Regions from separate parts of the Anas platyrhynchos genome. Here region 2 is linked to region 1. A link is a contact called in public Hi-C data. All regions are on one chromosome and are shown on one strand. Each heading gives the region's core, a stretch centred on a gene start, on an enhancer-like site or on the middle of the called end of the contact. The rest is flanking DNA. Distances are from core to core; before and after follow the strand shown.

Region 1 (4,630 bases), core at 882-3,381:
ACACCTGAATGGTACGGCAAGTCGATGTGTTCGCCTTTCAAAGGCAGTTCTCCATATTCTTTTGGTTAGTCCCAAAGGGGGATGCAAATCAGCATGCCCAGGCTACTCCCCACACTAGGTAAAGTGAAATCTGACCACAGGACCTTCTTGTCACACTTGGGGCTACGGGCTAATACAGCTCACAGGTCATGATCCTGTGCCTGCTGCCCTATACACAAGTTGTTCAGCTCTGAATTCATTGCTTTGCTCAGGCAACTTGATTGCTCAGCATGTGTCTTTAGGACATTTAAAGCAGGCTGATTCCTAGTTGGAAGATAAATCATGGGCAGAGTTCGAGGACATTCGTTCTTAGTTCTCTTTAATCAGATCTGGCCAAACTTAGGCAAGCGTGCTTCACAGAAAAAATGTTATTATTTTGACATTTGGTTTTGTTCCAGTCTGAAATTAAATCCACTTTGTCAAAATTTCTAAAAAGAGAGGAATTCTAGGAGAAGTAAAATTACACAGCAAATACCAACAAGGGGGAATATGCTGCCTCAAGTGGTGGACACGGAAAGACATTAAACAGGGAAATGCAGAGCTTGTGGTCATCCAGGCTTGAAGCAGTCTGCCTAAGTAGTCTTCCCTGGACCCAGAAGTTAATCTCAGCTTTAGCTGGGGCTCTAGAGGCTCTTTTTGTCTCTCAGACTGCTTCTTCCAGGACAGAAAATCTGGCTGTGTTGGTGTTGAGGCCTGCCCTGGGGTACCGTGCACTGCAGAGAGCTGGGCTCTACTGCGCCTATACCAGCTCACCGAGTAATTTCCTGATAGCAAAGTGTGATGAGGTTAATGAATCAGAGGTTTGGGATGATTTTTTTACCCACAGTTACTAGCCAGCTATGGTTTTAATCACCGTATGTCTACACAGAGAGAGCCCTTCCTTCTGAGCAGAGGAAGTGAGTGGACCCGTCGGTTCTGCCTTCGGGGCTGAGCCAAAATGTGCAATTCTCGGTAGTTCCCCACAGCAGCGGCTTTCAATATGTTTCTTCATCCCACGCTGATCCCATCTGCTCTGTGCAAGGGCTTTCCAGGTCTGAAGCACCCCTCCCCATGCGGGTGCACGGCTCCCTTTTCTGGGGCCTGACAGATAGCAGGCAGCCCTGAGCAGGGCGTGGCATGGCTTTTGTGATTGCACTTTCCAGAATCTCCATGTCTGGATGCATATGGAAAACACAGCTTAATCTTTGTAAATAGATTTTGCTAAAATGAAAATTTTTATGTGTTAATTCCAGAGTGGGCATGGAGAGAAGTGATTTTTGTCCCAGCTTGCTAAGAAAATGTAACTTAGGAGGTCATAATTAGGTATGTGCTCTAATATTTGAATCCACTATGCAGTTTCACTCAAGTCTTGCAGAAGGCAGCCTCAAGTTCTTGATTCTGTTGCTGTCTGCTGTCAGGAACAGGTTAGTGTGAACTAATTCTCCTCATTTCAGAGAGGATGGGAAGGAGGAAGGAGGAGTGAGGGATAAAGTGATTATCAGCTCCCTGACTTGCCCAAGGCTACAGCCGGCACTCATTCTTTATTAGACATTAATGAATCCAAGCCTTGGTCATGCTTAAATGGCTTTGGATTTTTGAGACAGACATGAGGGAAAAATTATGAATGCTACAAATATTTGGTGTGTTAAGCAATGGATAAAGGAGGTGGTTGTGATGAGGTTTTCTGGACACACTTTAAATAAACTATGATATTAAGTGGCGTATAGGGCAGTCCTCTGAATCCACGTTTAATATTTTTATAATATGTAAATATCAATTTCCTACATTTATGGAAAATTGTATTGAGGGGAATCAAAGCTGGCAGATTACCCACCCCGTTTACCAACACAGCAAGTGGTTACACACACAATGCACAATAGTCAGAAAAGACCATGCAGCGACTGCTGCTCTGTCCATTACATACATGAGTAATGAGATTTCAAAAGCTTTTTGCAGGCTCGGTGTTAGGCTGGAAGATCTCCTAGCCACTCTTTGTCTGCTGGAGGAGGCACATTTCTTTTAATTTACGAAATGATTTAATGCACTGGGGGCTTTGAAAGAGACGGGCTAAACATCAGTAACGCCAGAGAGAACTGCAGGCTGCAGATAGCAGGGATCATTGGAAGTGTTCCTGTTGCACAACTTCCCAGGCATTTATTTCTTATTAGTCAAACACACCATGACAAACAATTCTGCGAATTTGCAATTTTAAGCAGCGACACGTGGAAAAGCATTCAGAGTTTTCCAAATGCAGACAGGGCAATAACATATCGCTGCGTTTTGATTTCACTTGCCAGCGGTGTACATGCCAGATAAAGAGGGTGACGTGTCACCTCTACACCCACTGCCAGAGCATGCAGAATGCACTTAACATCCTCTGCTGTGACAGACGAGCCCTGGTGCCTTTGTGCTGTGCCTGAGGAGATGGGGGCCCACAGCCATGCCCCTGCTTCCTGCACTGGTGGCAGACGTCTGGCAGCAAAACCTGCTGGGTGATACCTGCCCATGGAGCTCAGCCTGGGGCTCCGAGGTCCCATCTGGTAAAACAGTGGTGTGTAAATGCACCTCAGGTCCTACTGCCCCAAGGGGTGGTGGAGAAGCTAGAGGGTCAGAAGCTGCAAAGATCTCATCTAGTTTAAGTTTGTGATTATTCCCGTCATAAATTACAGTCACATAGAGCCTTATGTTATGTCCCGAGTTCAGTTAGAAAGTTGTCCTTAATTTAAGGGGAGCCAATACAAGACTTCAGGGAGGAAGAGGACCAAAGGTCCATGCAAAGTGATGCTTTGGTCCCATTTCACTCAGGGTGCTCATTCTGATGTTGCCTGTCGTCATTTTCACCCCTTTTACCAGGGTTGCTAACAGAGTCGCTCCATCTCACTGGTTCTCCGCTGAGACCTGAGGTACTCCAGAGCATGCAGCAAAATAAATAAATAAATAAATAAAGCTTCTAATTTTAAAATAAAAGATTTTTTTTTTTTTTAAACAAAATCTTCTGGGAGAGTAAATTCTGTAGACAAAATTAGCACAATGTGTGTGACTGGCATATAGGTGTAAATGAGATGCTTAACAGAGGCTGAACCCAAGGCTGCATCTGGCCTCACTCACCGTGCCAGAAATACTCAACAAGGTTGTAGGGTCTGTTTGTCTTGGGGTACCTCGTATGGTCCATTGATTGTGGTGGGATTTAAGATTGCACATCATTGTTTTTCTCGTTAGAGTTTAATTTAGGCATTATTAGAACGAGGCAGTTAGAACAATGGGTTACATTTGTCCTTGAGTATTAATTTGGCTGAGATGTGGTGGTTGAAGAGCAGTCAAGTGGACACCTGGGAGAGAGCTGCGTTCCCCAAAACCAGCCCTGTGAGCAGCAGGGAACCATCCTGGTGCAGTGCCAAGGGCAGGAGTGCTCCTGAGGGGCTGCTCCTGGCCCTGGCTCAGCCAGAGCTCTGGTATGGGAAGGTGATTAGCAACAACTGCTAATGCCTCAGACCCTTTTGGGTCATTTCTGATGGATCTGTGAGCAGCAGCACAAGCAGTTTATTGCACAATAAGCAGGGGGAACAGTGGAAAGTCCAGTTTATTATAAGTCCACGTCTGGCTTCCAGCTTTGATCCCACTGCAGTAACTGCAGCCTCCCCAGCCTGTCCCATCATATCACCCCCAGCATACCTGCAGTTCCTTCTCTATTTAATATCAACCTCTTCACGGTATCTCCAGGCCCTTCCCCACCCACTTCTACCAGTCTGAAGGAGGCAGTACCTGGCTGTGGCTCGCTCTGGACTGCGTGTGTGCTGCCAGCTGGCACTCTCAGGATGATGGAGGTATGTTGAGCTTGGTGCTGTGGCCATTAACTCAGCAGGCAATGGATTTTCACAAATATTATAAGAAAACAGGGCAGGCTTCAGGTGCCTAAACATTTATGTCATCACATGAAGTTGGTGTGCTGCCCTAGGGATTTCCATGTAGGACCGGAGCTACAATAAATATTTTGGAGACTTGTGCATTTCCTGAGCAGCAGATGAAGGATGCATGTAGACATCTAAAATAATACTAGATGCTTATGACTGAGCTATTAAATTGTCTGCTATTATCTATTAAATCCCTTACTGGTCGTGGATGTGATGGAAGTCAGCCAACTACTACTGGGACAGATGTCCAAATGCTACAGAATAGGTCTCATTTCCTCAGTAAATTGAACTAAAAATGGTAGTGAGTAGCCACTGAAAGTAAAAATTTGAGGCACCTAAATGTATCATTGCTTGGTAACTACTTAGAGAAGAAAAGTAGTAGGTTCTGCAAGTCACTGTGAGCTGCTACAAGCATTTAGTCAATCTGAAGTTATGTTACTCCTTCACTCCACATTTATTCACACCCCAAACTAACAACTTTTCTCCCTCAGACGTCTGGCAAAACACAGGTATGTTAATAGTCTCTCCAAAGTGTGCGTATGTCTCTAGACAACTAGATGGGGAACAGCAATGTTCAGAGTGAAATTAAACTGAGATAACTACTCTCAGTCTTAAGCTTAAAAGGATGGAGTGATCTAACAGCAAGGTCTCTTTCTTACCAGATTCCCGAGTCAGTCTTCCCAGAAGCACATGTGTGTAGT
Region 2 (4,630 bases), core at 1,144-3,643, 140 kb after region 1:
CGATTTGCATTGCTCCTTCTCTCAGGATGTTCCTGAGCTGACACAAGGCATTTAAAACCTAGAAAAGTGCACATTCAGTCCTTCTCTCTGAGTGCTTCAGATTTTCAATATTGAGATTTATTTCCCGTCCTCTGCCTTCATTTCTCACTCATTCACCAGGGCTAAGCCTCCAATCACGTTCTGCCCAGTCTTTGCTGGACTTGACTTCAGATTAAGAAAAACTTCATGCCGTCTGAAGATTTTGCTGTATCATTGCTCACTCCTTTCTCCAGTTCATTAAGCAGCACCAGCCCCAGCAGAGAACCTTGCGGCACCCCTGCCGCTAACCTTTTGCTATGCCGAGCATCGTTTCTCGTCCCTTAGCCAAAACCCCTCGGCAAGCCCAGTTCACATCTTTGCCATCCTCCTCTCGCCCAAGGTTACACCCAGCTCCAGCCCTCACTCGAGCAAAACTCCCGTAGATTTCTGTGGTTGTTTTGACTAAGTGGAGTTTGCAAAATCAGGGGACAAACGTTGTTGTCACCAGCAGCAGCGTCAAGCGGCGCAGTACCCACGCTTACACGATTATCCGACTCTGTTTATTTATAGCTCTGTATGGATGTAGCCTCTCCGCTGTGCCAAAAGCTCATATTCTAGGGACAAGCCCAACCAAAGGTTTCTGCGGGTCAAGCCGGCTCGGAGCACAGCACGCCTGAATTTAGCTCTCCTGCCTCTCGGGGGATGCATGCACAGAGCTGTCCGAGGGCGCACCTTTGGTTGCGGGTGCTGTTGCACGTCAACTAGAAAGAGAAAGGGAAGAAGCAAGGACGCAGCGCTGCCGGCCTTCCCGTACCGAACGGGGAAACCGGTTCCTTCTTATTTAACGGGCGGAATTGAGGAAAAGCAAGCAGTTCCTGGAAAGCGAGCCCTCGCTCCCCGCCGCTTCGGGAAGAGTTTGGGTTTCACCCAGCCACCACCGCAGCGAGCGAGCCCAGGCTGCCGGCACCGGCTTACCCCGCATCCCCCCAGCCCCGCCGCTCACCCACCTTGAGGTACTCGTTCTCGGAGCGCAGCTCCTCCACCTCCCGCTGCAGCTCCTCGGGGGCCGCCCTGCCCGGCTCCCCGCGGCTCGGGGCTCTCCCGGCTGCGGGCTGCGGCCCCGGGGGGGGCTCCCCGCGGACCGCGGCCGCCGGAGGGGCTCCGCGGGGCTCCCGGTCGCTGGAGCCGGTGCCGGACTCGGCGTCGCTGCTGGCGGCCGGCGCCGGGCGCTGCTCGTCGGAGAGCGGCTCGGAGGGGCAGTCGGACAGGTCGGAGCTGCTGTCCGTGTGCCCCACGCGGGCCAGCACCGCCGCCGCCGCCGCCGCATGGCCGCTGCCCGGCGGGGCTCCCCGCTTCGCCTTCCTGCCCTTGCCCCCCGCCGCGACCCCCTCGCCGCCGCCGCCGCCGCCGGGCTGCCGCCCCCCGGGCCGCCCGCCGGGGCCCGGCTCGGCTCCGCGGGGCGCCCGCTTGGCGCAGGGGGCGGCCTTGGAGCCCGGCCGGGCGGCGGGGGCGGCGGGGCCGGGGGCTGCCTTGGCCCCCGGGGCGGCGGGGCGGCGGGGGAGCCGGCCCTGCGCCGCCAGCAGCCCCGCGGCCGGAGGGTGGTGGGCGCCCGGCTGCGGCGAGGCCGGCGGCGGGGAGGGTCGGCCGGGGAGCCCGGGGGACTTGGGGGGAGCCGGGGGAGGCTTGGAGGCGGCGCTGGAGGCGGCGGAGCGGGCGTGCAGGTCCTTGAGGAAGGGTCTGGCGGGCGAGGGGGCGCGGTGCGGCCGCTTCTTGTCGGCGTGAGGGTGGTGGTGGCCGGGCGGCGGCCGCAGCGAGTCGCCGGGGCCGGGGCCGGGGCCGTTCAGCGCCTCCATGGCGAGGGCCGGGGGCGCCGGGGGGGCGGCCGGCGGCGGAGCTCGGCGGCAGTGGCAGCCTCCTGCAGCCTCCCCGCCGGCTTTCTCATCACTTCTGCTTCGCCCAGACACAGCCCTCGCACTTTTCTCGCCCGAGCCCTGTCTCCCTGCCCCCTCACCCCCTCCTTCTCCTCCTTCTCCTCCTCCTCCTCCTCCTCCTCGCCGCTCTCTCCCGAGCACTGATTTGCTTCGGCGAAACGAGCCCAAATCCCTCAGCGGCGGCAGCCGCCGCCTTCTCCTCCTCCTCCTCTTCCTCCTCCTCCTCCTCTTCCTCCTCCTCCTCTCCTTCCCCTCCCGCTCCCCTCTCCGCCTGGCTCAGCTCAACTTATGATGCCGCCCCAAAAGCCTCCCTCTCCCCTCCACCCGGCCCGCAGCCCCCTTAACCCGGCCGCCCCCTCTCAGCCCACCGGCGCCGCTGCCCCCGGCCCCGCTCGGTCCCGGTGCCGGCCCCGGCTCCGGCTCCTGAAATAGCCCCGCTGCTGCCGGGGCCGCTCGGGCGCGGCGCTCCCCGCCTGTGCGCAGGATCCGCCCCCTCTGTCACGGCGCCAGGCTCCCTGCCAGCTCCTTCTCCCCTCCAGCTCCCCGCAGCCTTCAGCACAGGGGCGCCGCCGGCAGCCGCTTGCTGCCAGAAACCCTGATTTTCGGGCGGGGAGTTTGTATTTCCCAGCCATCGGCGTTGCACGTTGCTTGATTTATATTTTTTTTTACCATTTTATTTATTTATTTATTTATTTATTTATTTATTTATTTATTTATTTTTCCAGCTAAGACTTGACGAAAATCCTTTCTCCGGCGCTTTGCAGCAGCCGCCGCATCACCTCCTCGCTGGCGGCAGGCACCGAGCTCGCCCAGAGGCAGTGCCGAGCATCCCGGGCACCCAGCGAGCTCCTGGCTGTGGCTCCGAAAAACACGGGGGCCGTCCTTTCGGGGTCCGCGGCATCGGAGCCCTTGCGTTTATTTGCAAAGAGCCCGGAGAACCCCTAAAAAAAAAAAAAAACAAAAAAAAACAAGGGAGCGGAGCTGGAGCGTGGGAAAGCGGCGCGGCGGCGGCGGGGATGCTCCGGGCTCCTCCGCTCGGCTCCCCGGTGTGTCACGGGCAGCTGGTGACGCCACCGACAACGTCATCGTGCAACAAGTGACGTCGTTTGGCGAGAGCTGCTGCAGCGGGGGAGAAAAGACCCGAGGGAGAGCCGGGGCTGCGGGGGCAGGAGGGCAGCGCCCCGCCGCGGGGCAGCAGCGGAGTGCCGGGGGTGGTGGTGGAGTTATTTCGGTTTGTTTTAACCATCCAGAAGCTAAACAAGCCTCCTTTGCTGAAATCCTGGAGCGAGAGATGCTGTGTTTCATCCGAAGAAATATTATCACGAGAATATTAAATGTTAGGGATGATAGGAATCAGGAAGGGATGTCGCCGCTCTCCCTTGGGTCCAGTTACAACTTTCAAGACTACGCCATAATTCCAGCTTCTCTTAGCTTCTCAATGTGTTTTAGTCCTGTGATGAAAGGGGAACTGCTCGGGACTGATTTATGAGTACTCTGGTTTGACTCGGTTGCCCCACGAAAACAACACTTCAAATCAAAAGGAAAATGAAAGGAAAAAGTATGGCTCAAGATAAGCCACTTTCCTGCAAACAATAGCTGAGAGACAGTGCCAGGCTTCTTTGCACTGGAGGGGAAGAGAATTAGGGAGGTGGAGAAAGGAGCACATTCACAAAAGGCTGGGAATTAGCTGGCAGAGTTAATCCGAGACACTTCAGTGCCTGGCAGAGTCCAGTTTGCTTTGGAAATTTACCTTGCAAATTTCACATCACAAATACCAAAATATAGATTATTTTTGCTTATTTTATGATTTTTTTCCCCACCAAATGCTTTATTTTTTGAAGGGTCTTTTTGTATGTCCATGCATCGTCAGCCACGAGCTCCCAAAGGTGAGGATGAGGAGCTGAACTCAGCCCGGCTCCCCAGTAAAGAGAAGTCGGGCTCAGAACAATTACAGGCTCACAGCGGGGCAGGGTGGCCTTGGATCAGGAGGGGGACTGGAGAACAGATACCTCCATAAATGCCTACCCTTGTGTTCCTCTCCTCAAAGCATACAGGCTGGTTATCCCCTGCACTCAGAGGCAGCACCAGTCCAAGGAGGCGTCGTAATAAAGTGCCTCGTTTACATTGATACTCGCACAAAATAGCCTGGGACCAAAAACAACAGCAGCACACATCGGGCTGAGACGAATGCTTGGTCACGCCAAGATCCCTTTAGGTTTTTCTGGCGGTATAAAGCACTCAGTAACAAAGCCGTGCAGTACCAGGAACCCTGCCGGGCACGTGCCTGGCTGGGTGCAGATGGCAGATTTCTGTGGCCTGAGCCCAGCTGTGGCAGCTTGGCTGGGTTCCTCCGTCCTCTGCTGTCTGTGTCCAACACCATTTGGAGGTCCCTGGAAGAGGGGCATAAATGGGCTTGGCAAGAGTGAGAATAGGACCCTAATATGACAGCTAAGTACATACCACAGAAATCTCTGTTGGGCTAGGCAAATGCCCAGTAAGGGCTGCTGATATCATGTTTCTTATTTATTTATATCAAACCATTTTTTCCCTTTACTTAAATCTCACTGATGGTTCTCATAGGAACGTGCAGGCACCGACTATCATGCTTAACCTAATTCTCCTCTCCCATTCTTTTTATTTGCTTGTAATGTCCAATTGTTGTCTCTTATCGTAAATTAGTC

What was found. A called contact is a pair of places that touch in the nucleus more often than the background predicts.
Region 2: a contact with region 1 is called in a Hi-C map of F1 follicle, with 2.4 times the contacts expected there. The contact joins the promoter of MTCL1 here to the enhancer-like site in region 1. A contact is called at or near these places in 2 of 8 Hi-C or Micro-C datasets (F1 follicle and liver).

The regions. Positions count from the first base shown.
Region 1 is chr2:50,537,315-50,541,944 of IASCAAS_PekinDuck_T2T, forward strand. No RefSeq gene overlaps it. Among named protein-coding and RNA genes, the nearest start is that of NDUFV2, 62 kb to the left of the region's middle. Within about 2 kb of position 2,132, at least 3 of the 8 cell types and tissues checked have an H3K27ac peak or open chromatin away from gene starts, as enhancers often do.
Region 2 is chr2:50,676,506-50,681,135 of IASCAAS_PekinDuck_T2T, forward strand. MTCL1 (microtubule crosslinking factor 1) reads right to left here and starts at 2,394. Exons shown (of 15, transcript XM_072034716.1): 1 at 1,026-2,394. The coding sequence starts at 1,871. It overlaps LOC113842838 (a long non-coding RNA gene), which reads left to right and starts at 601. Exons shown (of 2, transcript XR_003495647.3): 1 at 601-1,031; 2 at 2,675-3,748.